Regions from separate parts of the Pan troglodytes genome. Here region 2 is linked to region 1. The links are chromatin contacts, called in public HiChIP or PLAC-seq maps. All regions are on one chromosome and are shown on one strand. Each heading gives the region's core, a stretch centred on a gene start, on an enhancer-like site or on the middle of the called end of the contact. The rest is flanking DNA. Distances are from core to core; before and after follow the strand shown. Region 1 holds the start of SCN4B (sodium voltage-gated channel beta subunit 4). Region 2 holds the start of UBE4A (ubiquitination factor E4A).

What was found. HiChIP or PLAC-seq counts read pairs in DNA pulled down with a chosen protein or histone mark.
Region 2: an H3K4me3 HiChIP or PLAC-seq map of stem cell-derived excitatory neurons shows a contact between it and region 1, with 2.4 times the contacts expected there. The contact joins the promoter of UBE4A here to the promoter of SCN4B in region 1. A contact is called at or near these places in 2 of 7 Hi-C or Micro-C datasets (blood and stem cell-derived neural progenitor cells) and 1 of 1 datasets of contacts at active chromatin or transcription factors (stem cell-derived excitatory neurons).

Annotation. Positions count from the first base shown.
Region 1 is chr9:120,091,161-120,096,275 of NHGRI_mPanTro3-v2.0_pri, forward strand. SCN4B (sodium voltage-gated channel beta subunit 4) reads right to left here and starts at 2,369. Exons shown (of 5, transcript XM_001159939.7): 1 at 2,159-2,369. The coding sequence starts at 2,219. The region is part of intron 1 of CD3E (CD3 epsilon subunit of T-cell receptor complex); the gene reads left to right.
Region 2 is chr9:120,298,283-120,303,397 of NHGRI_mPanTro3-v2.0_pri, forward strand. It overlaps UBE4A (ubiquitination factor E4A), which reads left to right and starts at 2,311. Exons shown (of 19, transcript XR_010147323.1): 1 at 2,311-2,412.

The DNA of each region.
Region 1 (5,115 bases), core at 1,119-3,618:
AGTCTTTATCCTTCCACACCCATGCCCCAGAGCCTCACTTATTCTTCAGCCCTAAGCACAATCACTATTTACCTTCCCCCTCACCAGACTTGAGTTAAGTGGGAAGCAGCGTGGTGTGACAGAGCCCAAGAAACTTGGATTCTGTCCCACTTGGCCATCAATTGGCCATGCACCCCTAGACAAGTCACCATCCCTCTCTGGACCATGACTTCCTCATCTCTAGGAGAGTTCTGTGCTCTGCTTCCCAGAGTTCCTGCCAACTCTGATGTTCCCAGGGAACACCTCCAGTTGGCTGTCCAGTCGTCTCTGTATCTCCCCCACTGGACTGAGAAGGAAAGATGTCATCTATGTCCCAAGCTCAGACCAATGCCCCTGTGAGGGCTCAGTCAGTATTACCTGGTCAAGGGCCAAAGGGACTTTGGTTGGAGTCCCTCTGCAGACCAGAGGGGCAGGGGACAGAGCAGATGAGGCCAGTCCTGGGGCCTGCAGGTCTCCCACCTACAAGTCACTCTGCTTTCTCCTGGGCTCCCAAAGGGTAGCTCAGAAATTCATCTAAACCTGTATCAATAGGCCTTAGCCCCTACCTGGTCTATACAGCTGAACAGTCCTTGGAGAAGGTGGGGCTTCCACCTGGAGCAATGTACCAAGACTGTGCCTACAATCCCCCTTACACACGTGCACACACACACACACACACACATCATTTTCAGGGCCCTCTTGGTTGCCCACAGAGGCCTGGTTCTATGAGTATTCTAACAAACAAGGGACTGGCATCCCACCACCCAGGAAGGTAAGCCAGAGGTGTGAAGTGGGGTAGTTTAATGACTAGCCGAGTTTGAATTCCTCAGTGATCCTTTACCCCTGCCATTGCCACCATGGGGACCTGGGCTGATCTGAGATGGGATGAGGGGAAGTAGCATGGAATGGCGCTGTGCCCACCCTGTGAAAAGGAGCCTCAGGCGTCACTAAGGCCCACTTCATTAAGGTCACTGTGAAACCAGCATGACATCTGTGCCAAGGTACAGGAGAAAACGGGTGTCTTCCATCTAGCGGTACAGAGGTAAATAAACATCCCAAGTACAAGAAATACTCTCTCCCCTCTTCACCACCAGGCACCAACCTGCTAGATCTGCACACAGTTTACATTCGCAGAAACAGTAGCCACTTCCCTTATAGGGTTCTGTCTCCCTGTTTTCAGCAGAAATACCTACACCGTGTGTCTTACCCAATGCAGGGAGCTGCCAAAAGCCAAATCTGACCAATATAAACAGGAAGAGATGCCGTTGCCAGAGATGGAGTCGGCTTACATTAAAGTCTGGCTATGATTTATGAGGAGATTACATCCTGGATGAATAAATATCATTCCCTAATCTCTTGGAGTTTGACACTCAAAACTCTCATGTGCATATTAATAGATATTAATAATGCTTCTTCCTCCGTGTCCTCTGGACATGTCTTCTCTGTCTCCATATTCACTTCAAAAATGAAGAGCCAGGAGCAGGTCAAACAGGTCTTCCCTACGGAATCTCTTTGTAGGAAGAGAGACAAGGCCGTTCCTAAAGGGCCTTGAATGATCCCGCAAGCCCCTCCAGCCCCTTCCAGCTTTCAGGTGCTGCTGTAGGGAAGGCAGTGGCTCCTGAGGGAGATACAGGGCAGAGGAGCAAAGCAGGAAAAGGGCCCAGGAAGAAGGGGACTCCCCCACCCCCAACTGGTGCATGCCTGGTGCCTGGGAAACAAGCAAACGGCTCTGGGCCGGGATGGAAACCACCATTCCAACAGTCACACGTGCAACCCACCTGGTATCCCCTGCACTCAAGGCACGGACCCCCCTCCTCCAGCATCCTGAACCTCTGAACTCTGGAGACCCGCGCTGCAGCCCCAAGATCCAGCTCCAAATACCTGGAGCCGAAGGTGCCAGAGACAGCAAAAAAACTAATCCTGAGACTGGCGGGCTGATGGGGTAGAGAGGGACGCACACGGTCCCCAGGGAGCACAGCCTATGAACCAGGCAGGAACCAGGCAGGAAGCCGGCGGCCACCATCCTCATTCCGTGCCGCACTCCAAAGCCCACCCCATCCAAGGCCTCTTCCTTCTCGAGTGTCCCCTTCTTTGGGGGTGGGGGGAGGCAAGAGAAGAGACCAAGCTGGGGCTGCCTTACCCAAAAGCCCAGTGCCCAGCCATCTCGCCGGGGCTTTGCCTCCGTCCCCAGCCCCGGGCATAGTCCTGTTCTCTCCGGAGCGCGCGGGGGTCTCGGGGATGGGATACTGGGCACAGCCGCGCTCTCCGCCCGAGGTCGGCGTTCGGCCACGAAGCTACCACGGAGCTCTGCGCCGCCGGTCGGGGCTCGGGAAAGTTAGCGGGCAGAGAGCGAGAGGAGGGGGAGGGAGGGAGCGGAGGGGGAGGCGCGCTCGCCCGCTGCTGGGAGCCGGCTGCTGGAGCAACGGCGGGAGGGAAGGAGGAGGAGGAGCCGGAGCAGGAGCGGGAGGAAGACGGAGCGAGCGCAGCGGCGAGCGAGGCTGCGCCTCTGCTCTGGAAGCGCTCCAGCCGCAGGAGGGGCGGTGGCCGCCGCGGAGGCCGGGGCGCCCCCGCCCGCTGCGCACCCTGCCTGCCGCGCCCCGCCTCGCGGTCCCGGAGCCCCGGGACCACGCCGTGCCCCCAACTCCCTCTCCAGTGGGGCTGGGCTGCTGCGGCTGGCACTGCAGGGCCGGCCTGCAGCCACCCGCATCATCCCATGCGCTGAGCTGCCAATTAGGAGCATAGTTCGGGGGGAGTAGAGGTGGAGCTTTTCGGTTGCTGGAAGACTGTTTTGCTTTGCTTGGGGGAACACGGGAAGGTTAGCGGCTCCCTCTCCCAGGACCGCCAAGGGACCGCTTTAAAGTCCGCAGCGGACGCTGCCGCAACGGGTGGGCGTGTGCGGGCTTGCAACTGCAGCTTGCGCCTCCTCGGTGGCCGTGCGACTTGGCGCGCGTGCAGCCTCGGGACCCGCTCCCGCCACCTTCTGCCCCATCGCTCAACAACTCCGGCCGTTGTTTTAGGAAGCCCGGAACAGAGCTTTCCAATTGCAAAATGCCCCGGCCCTCCCTTCCCCCACCCCCACCCCCACGCCACCCCGCCCCACATTTCTCCATGGACCCCTTGGAAATCACCACGCTCCAGGTTAGGGAGCAGGTTGGTCCGCGCCTGGTCTGTGTCCTGCGCCCCATTTCACCCTCCCGCTGCACCCCTGCTTCTCATTTTTCCTACCTAGGCCGTCCCCCTCAGACTCTGCCTTTTCGCCCTCCTCCAACTCTCCCGTTTTCTTCGGAACGGCAGACTCCCTCGGCCTCCCTTTTGGGGTAGGGGTGGAGGAGTCCAGGGTGACAACCAGGTCAGAGGGCTGAGGCGAGGCTGTGAACGAGTAAGCCTTTTCCCAGACAGGCCCAAGTGAAAGAGTTTCACCTGAGCGGTGCTACTTGGGGTGGTGGTTCTGTAAATGAGTCGATCTCCTCCTCAGCACCTTTCCAACCATCCAAGACCCTCCCTGCATCACAGGCCCTCTTTACTGTCTAGGACTGGTCTGGACTGGGAAGCCCGCTCCCACTTCATGGTCTGACTTCTGCTGCAGGCACACCAACGCACCGCCTTCTTAACGAGGGGTCTCTGGGTGGACTTCGGCGTGATCACGGACCCCTTGAGGTTGCAGGCAAAGTGCTGAATGTCTGTTTGCTTTTTCAGGAGAGAGGGTCGCTGCCTTCCCTATAGTGGCACAGAGGCTCTGGCAGCGCCACCATTTATGACTGTATGGCTTTGAGCAAGTTACATGGTCTTCTGGGGGAGCCTCTGCTCCTCACCTATAAAATGGTGAATGCAATGATATTTGCCTCCTAGGCTTATTAAGAGCAATGTTACCCCTGGACCTGGGCAACAGGAGCCTCAGCCCTGGATTTCTGGTTTTAAAGGCCCTCATTCTGGCCCTCCTCTGGCCATGCCCCTCACTGGAGAATGTGTCCATGGGACCAAGGGGGCAGGGCAGGCGGGGGCATGCACCTCCTCCCCTTCTAGACTGTACTCCAGGTATCAGGAACTCTGGAATTCCCTATTCCCCGGATCTGTCCTTTCAAGGGCTGGCTATATCAGGTGTGCACTCAAGGGCTAGAGCAGTGGGCAAGGGACAGCTGTATGCAGGTGATGGGGAATGCATGAAACTTGATATACACCCCAGGCATGCACAAAAGCCCCTCTCACTACAGGACCAGAGAAGAGCGTGTACCAGAGAATGGCCTGAAAATTTCATTTTGGACATGGTTTTCCAGGTTATCATGAAGGAAAAGTAATTAAAGGCAGAGGATAAAACATCAATCTTAACACTTTGTTATCCTGATTAATATTTAGACATACGTATAATTTCCATTTGTACCTTTGCTCCAGGCCTTGCAACATCGAAAGTGGACCTAGCTGTAAAGAGGGAATGAGATATGATTGCATGTAAAAGTGCTTAGCAGACAGCTAGTCACAGGATAAACACTCAGTACATTTGAACTTAAAGGTCTGTGGGCCCTGAGGCTAAGCCTCCCCATCTGTCTCCAGGTCCGCAGGCTTACGCTGTCCTTCCCCCAGGAGGTCCTTGCACTAGATCCGCAGGGCCAGGCATACAAACTGACCACTTTATTTTTACAGCAGGGGTCATGTTTCTCAGAACCCTAGACTGAGGTGAGAGAGGAGGTGAGCCAAAGGGAAGGAAAGTGACCCCTGCCCAGAGCAGGGGGAGGAGAGGGACAGAGCTGCAGGGATATCTTTAGATCCTGGTGACAGGAAAAGGTGGCCAGTGTCCTCAGTGTCCTCTCCCCACCTTCCCTGCTACCTCACCGCTACCTCACCAATTCATAGAGTTTGAAGGGTCCATAGGAAACCCTCATGCCTTAGGGATGAAGAAAGAGGCTCAGAGAGGTAGAATGTGTAACCCGAGGTCACCTACACAGTTACTGTTAAAGTCAGCGTTAGAACCTCCCCCATTACTTGATTTCCCCAATCCACACCCCCAGCTTTCCTCTAAAGAACTCCAGGAGGGCTCCGCAGCTGGGCAGAAAGAGTGCTTGGGAAATGCATTAGCTTAAGGGCTAGAGGATTTTACATTTA
Region 2 (5,115 bases), core at 1,061-3,560, 210 kb after region 1:
AGGCACACAAAGATTGCCCAGGGCTTTGTGTGTGTGTGTGTGGTAAAAGATATATAACCTAAAATTTACCATTTTAACCTTTTTTTTTTTTTTTTTTTTGAGACAGAGTCTCACTCTGTCATCCAGGCACTCTAGTGCAGTGGCACGATCTCGGCTCACTGCAACCTCTGCCTCCCAAGTTCAAGTGATTCTCCTGCCTCAGCCTCCCAAGTAGCTGAGGTTACAGGCGCACATCAACATGCTCAGCTAATTTTTGTATTCTTAGTAGAGACAGGGTTTCACCATGTTGACCAGGCTGGTCTCGAACTCCTGACTTCAAGTGATCTGTCCACCTCGGCTTCCCATAGTGCTGGAATTACAGGCATGAGCCACTGCACCCAACCCCATTTTAACTATTTTTAAGTGTACCATTCAATGGCATTAAATATATCCACAATGTGTAGCCATCATCAGTACCCATTTCAGAACTTTTTCATCCTCCTAAACAGAAACTTGGTACCCATTAGACAATAACTCCCATTCGCCTCTCCCTCCAATCCCTGGTGACCTCTATTATACTTTCTCTCTCAAGGAATGTGCCTATTCTGTGTACCACATATAAATTGAATCATACACTATTTAGTCCTTTCTGTCTGGCTCGTTTCACTTAGCATAACGTTTTCAAGGTTCATCAATGTTTCAGCATGTATCAGAACTTCATTCTTTTTCAAGGCTGAATAAGTCATCTGTAGCTATATACCATATTTTGTTTATGCATTCATCTGTTAATGAACATTCTGGGTTATTTCTACCTTTTGGTTATTATGAATAATGCTACTGTAAATATATGTATACAAGTATCTGAGTTCCTGCTTTCAGTTATTTTGAACATCTATATCAAAGCGGAATTGCTTGATCATGTGGTTATACTATGTTTAACATTTTGAGGAATCATCAAACTGTTTTTCCAAAAAGTCTGGACTATTTAACATTGCCATCAGCAACGCATAGGGTTTCAATTTCTCCACATCTGCCAACAGTTACTTTCCTTTTTTTTATAGTTGCCATCCTAGTAGGTATTAAGTGGTATCTCATGATTTTTATTTTCATTTCCCTAAAGACTAGTGATGTTGAGCACTCTTTCATATGCTTATCCACCATTTGTACAGTTGGCCTTCCATATCTGTGGGCTCTGCATCTGTGGCTTCAACCAACCATGAATTGGAAATATTCCAAAACAAATTTCATCTGTATTGAACATGTACAGACTTTTTGTCATTATTCCCTAAACAATACAACACTATTTAGATTTATGTTGTATTAGGTATTATAAGTGATCTAGAGATGACTTAGTCATCTCTAGGATGACACAGGAGGATGTGCATAGGTTATATGCAAATACTGCATCATTTTATGTAAGGAACTTGAGCATCCTTGGATTTTGGTACCCAAGGGGGTCCTGAAACAAATCCCCCACAGATACCAAGTGGATAGTCATTCTCTTGGAATGTATCTTCTTTGGAGAAATGTCTATTCAAGTCCTTTGCTCTTTTTTGAACTGAACTGTTTGGGGGTTTTTCGTTCTTGTAGTTCTTTATATATTCTAGAGATGAATCCTTTATCAGATATATGAGTTGCAACTATTTTCTCTCAATCTGTGAATTTTCACTTGCACAGCGCTTTTAACTCTTGAAAATTATGCTGCTTCTATTATTTATGTGTATCCCGATCTCTTGCCCTCGTGACCTGCCCGTCTCAGCCTCCCAAAGTGCTGGGACTACAGGCGTGAGCCACTGTGCCTGGCCATCTATGTGTATCTCAAAACAACCTTGTAGGATGTATACTGTCTCCACTTTACAGATAAGAAAACTGAAATCCAATCAAAGATAGCACACTCCAAAGATTGCTCCAAAGACAGCACAACAATAACAACAAACTTGTAGTTGTTATTGCTGTTAGTGTTATCCCTTTGAATAATAGAGAGTAACAGAAGCTGCTTCAAAAAGGTCTAGGACTGGTGGGAAAATAAGAGAGCAGACCCCCAACAGAGGTTGCGAGCAGAGCCGGGGATCACAGAGTTTTATCTGCCCTCGGTACGCTGATTTCCAAAACCCAGCCTCATATTCTATACTCCAAAGCGCACTGCCAGGTGGCCCAACTCCAGCCCCCACAATCCGATGCCAAAGCCACTTCTTGCCACTTCCGGCCCGCCTCCAGCCCGCCGCTAACAAGCTAGCGCATGCGCTGTAGGACTATTTGCTCGCCGGTCCCCCGGGTGAGCCTGCACACCGTGCTTCCGGCGCGGAGATGAACTTCCACATGCCCCGGCGCTTGTTGATGACGTAACTTCCGGTTGCTGTGCTGAGTCGGAAGTGAGAGGCTTTCGGCCGCTGAGTTTCTGTCGTGTCGTCGCTGCTGGCACTTCAGGCTCTGGTAAGGCAGGCAATAGCTTCAGGGGACGGGGTCGTTGACTTTGCGTTGTGATGTTTTCTGCTGGTCCAATGCGACTTAGCCTGTTCACTCTTATCTTCTCCAAATTCTTTCTCCTGTGCTTTCCTAACCAGGGACCTTCTCCTTCTTGAACTTCGACCCTGTCTGATTTGGAACCCCTTACAGTGCCCCAGCTTCTGATGTCTCTTTGTACATTTCTGTCCCCATCTTTGCCAAGCCCCTCCTGGAAGAGGCCAGAGCGCTATCATTGCATTATCTTTTGACTTAACTTTCTCTAGAACGTGCCCCGGGCGGGTGGATCTCCCTCCTTCCCGCGAATCCCTTATGGAACATGGAAGGATAAAATATAAAGAGTAGATAACAAATAGGCAGATGCCAAGAAGATAAGATTAATCGCGAGTCGTAAGCAAACCAGTTCAATGCATACGTCAGGGTGTTGATATTTCTTAAGGCAGGTGATGAGTTCACCACAGATAACTCTTGGGGCACTCTGCTTCATGTTTCCTTGGGTTTAGAAGACACTTCTAAAATTGAGTGACCGTGCCTCATGACCTTATATTTGATGAGCCTTCCTTTTAGGATCAGTTTTATGCCCTGACAGCAAGCATGTGTTTAGTCTCGCTGTCATTTACTGTTTTGGTCTCACGTGGAAGCCCACCTGCGATAAAATGGGATCCAAGAAGGACTGCTGTCTGCTTTTTGACTTGAGATCCTTCTAGGCTGCAGATAGATGTGTTGATGGAATTTGTTGCCACATTAGCATGGCCTGATAGTGTTAGGTGAAACATACGACAACGAAAATTGTTTCTTAATTTCTATTTTAAATTGATATTTTAATTTCTATTTTAAATTGATATATGTATTATTTGCCAGGACACAGACCTTATGGGAGTATGATTTGATAGAGCTTGATTTTGACGATCCCAGTTTTACAAAGTGTTCCAGATATTTCTGTTGAAAAACAATACCAAGTCTGATGTTAACACACTTGTGTGTTCATGAGAGCTGACAATGGTCTTAAAGGATTAGTGGTACTATTCATAAACAAAAGCTTGTGTCAGGAGGAAGTGACAGAATTTTGTAGGACAGCTATTATAGATACAGATCTTTGCAGCAAGTATATCAGAGTGAAACTTGTTTTCAGGGAGGATATATTTTAAAAGAATCAAATCCAAAAGCTTCTAAGGTTGGTAGCTGTAACATCCCAAAGTGTCTGACAACAGGATAGTGTTGTATCTCTGTATGGCAGTTGAAAATAGGAAAAAAAGTACATACATATATGTGTGTATATATATGTGTGTGTGTGTGTGTATGTGTGTGTGTGTGTATATATATATATATATATTTTTTATTTTTTTTTTTTTTTTTTTTTTTTTTTGAGACAGAGTCTGGCTCTGTCACCCAGGCTCTGCTCTGGAGTGCAGTGGCACAATCTCAGCTCACGGCAACCTCCATCTCCCAGTTTAAAAGTGATTCTCCTGCCGCAGCCTCCCAAGTAGTGGGATTACAGCCTGGCTAAGGTGTGGTGGTATGCGCCTGTAATCGCTTTTAGTGGAGATGGGGTTTCACCACATTGGCCAGGCTGGTCTCAAACTCCTGACTTCAAGTGATCTGTCTGCCTTGGCCTCCCAAAGTGCTGGGATTACAGGCATGACCTACTGCGCCCGGCCCTGAAAATAGGAGATTATAAATCCCGAGTGACATTATTGAATATTAAACAAAATATTTAGGTTTCATTTTATCGGACCTTTAGAGTGGGTGATTATCTGGGTACTCTTACTTTGGTAAGTCCATTGAACAAATCTAAACTGGCATCTCCACAAAGGTTCTCATCAAGTGATCAGTCCTCCTTTTTCCTGTAAAATTTTTCTATAAGTGACTACACAGTTTTAGCCCTTTTTTAATGAAAAAAAGTTTGTGCACAGATTTGACGTACGTGTGAAAAAGATGAGCTTAGTGAAAGGTAGGTGAGAACCTTTTTGTTTTTCACAGATAGTAGAGATGACAACAGAGACTTATTTCCATCCACCATTCTACACATGCCAAGATACCAAAGAACCAGTGTCTAGCCTGGTAGCTTGACCTTCCACTGCAACCTAAGACAAGTAGTAAAGCCCTTACCTTGAAGTAGGGTCATGGGTGATGCTGTTGATTACAAGGAGTTCAGAAAGAACTACATGTAAGATTGAAGCCATTCAATAACTACTTATTTAGGATTTTGTGATTGTGATGTATAATGCCAGACACAGAAGAAAGAATAATCAGATATGAACATGTAATCAGAAGAGCTTACAGCCTAGCAATGTAGAAGATCTGCTTAGAAATACAATGCAGAAAGTTTAAAATCCTAGTAAAAATAGAGGTAAAATGTAGAAAGCTAGTTTCTTTATACAGTGCAACAGTATAGTATTGAGAAAGAAGGAAGTAATGCAGTTTATGGTGATAAATTCTTTTTGTTTCTCTTGATAGTCTTTTTGTTTGTTTGAGACAGTTTCCCTCTGTTGCCCAGGCTGGAGTGCAGTGGCACGATCTTGTCTCACTGCAACCTCCGCCTCCCAGGTTCAAGCGATTCTCCTGCCTCAGCCTCCTGAGTAGCTGGGATTCCAGGTGCACGCCACCATGCCTGGCTAATTTTTTGTGTGTTTTAAGTAGAGATGGGGTTTCACCATGTTGGTCAGGCTGGTC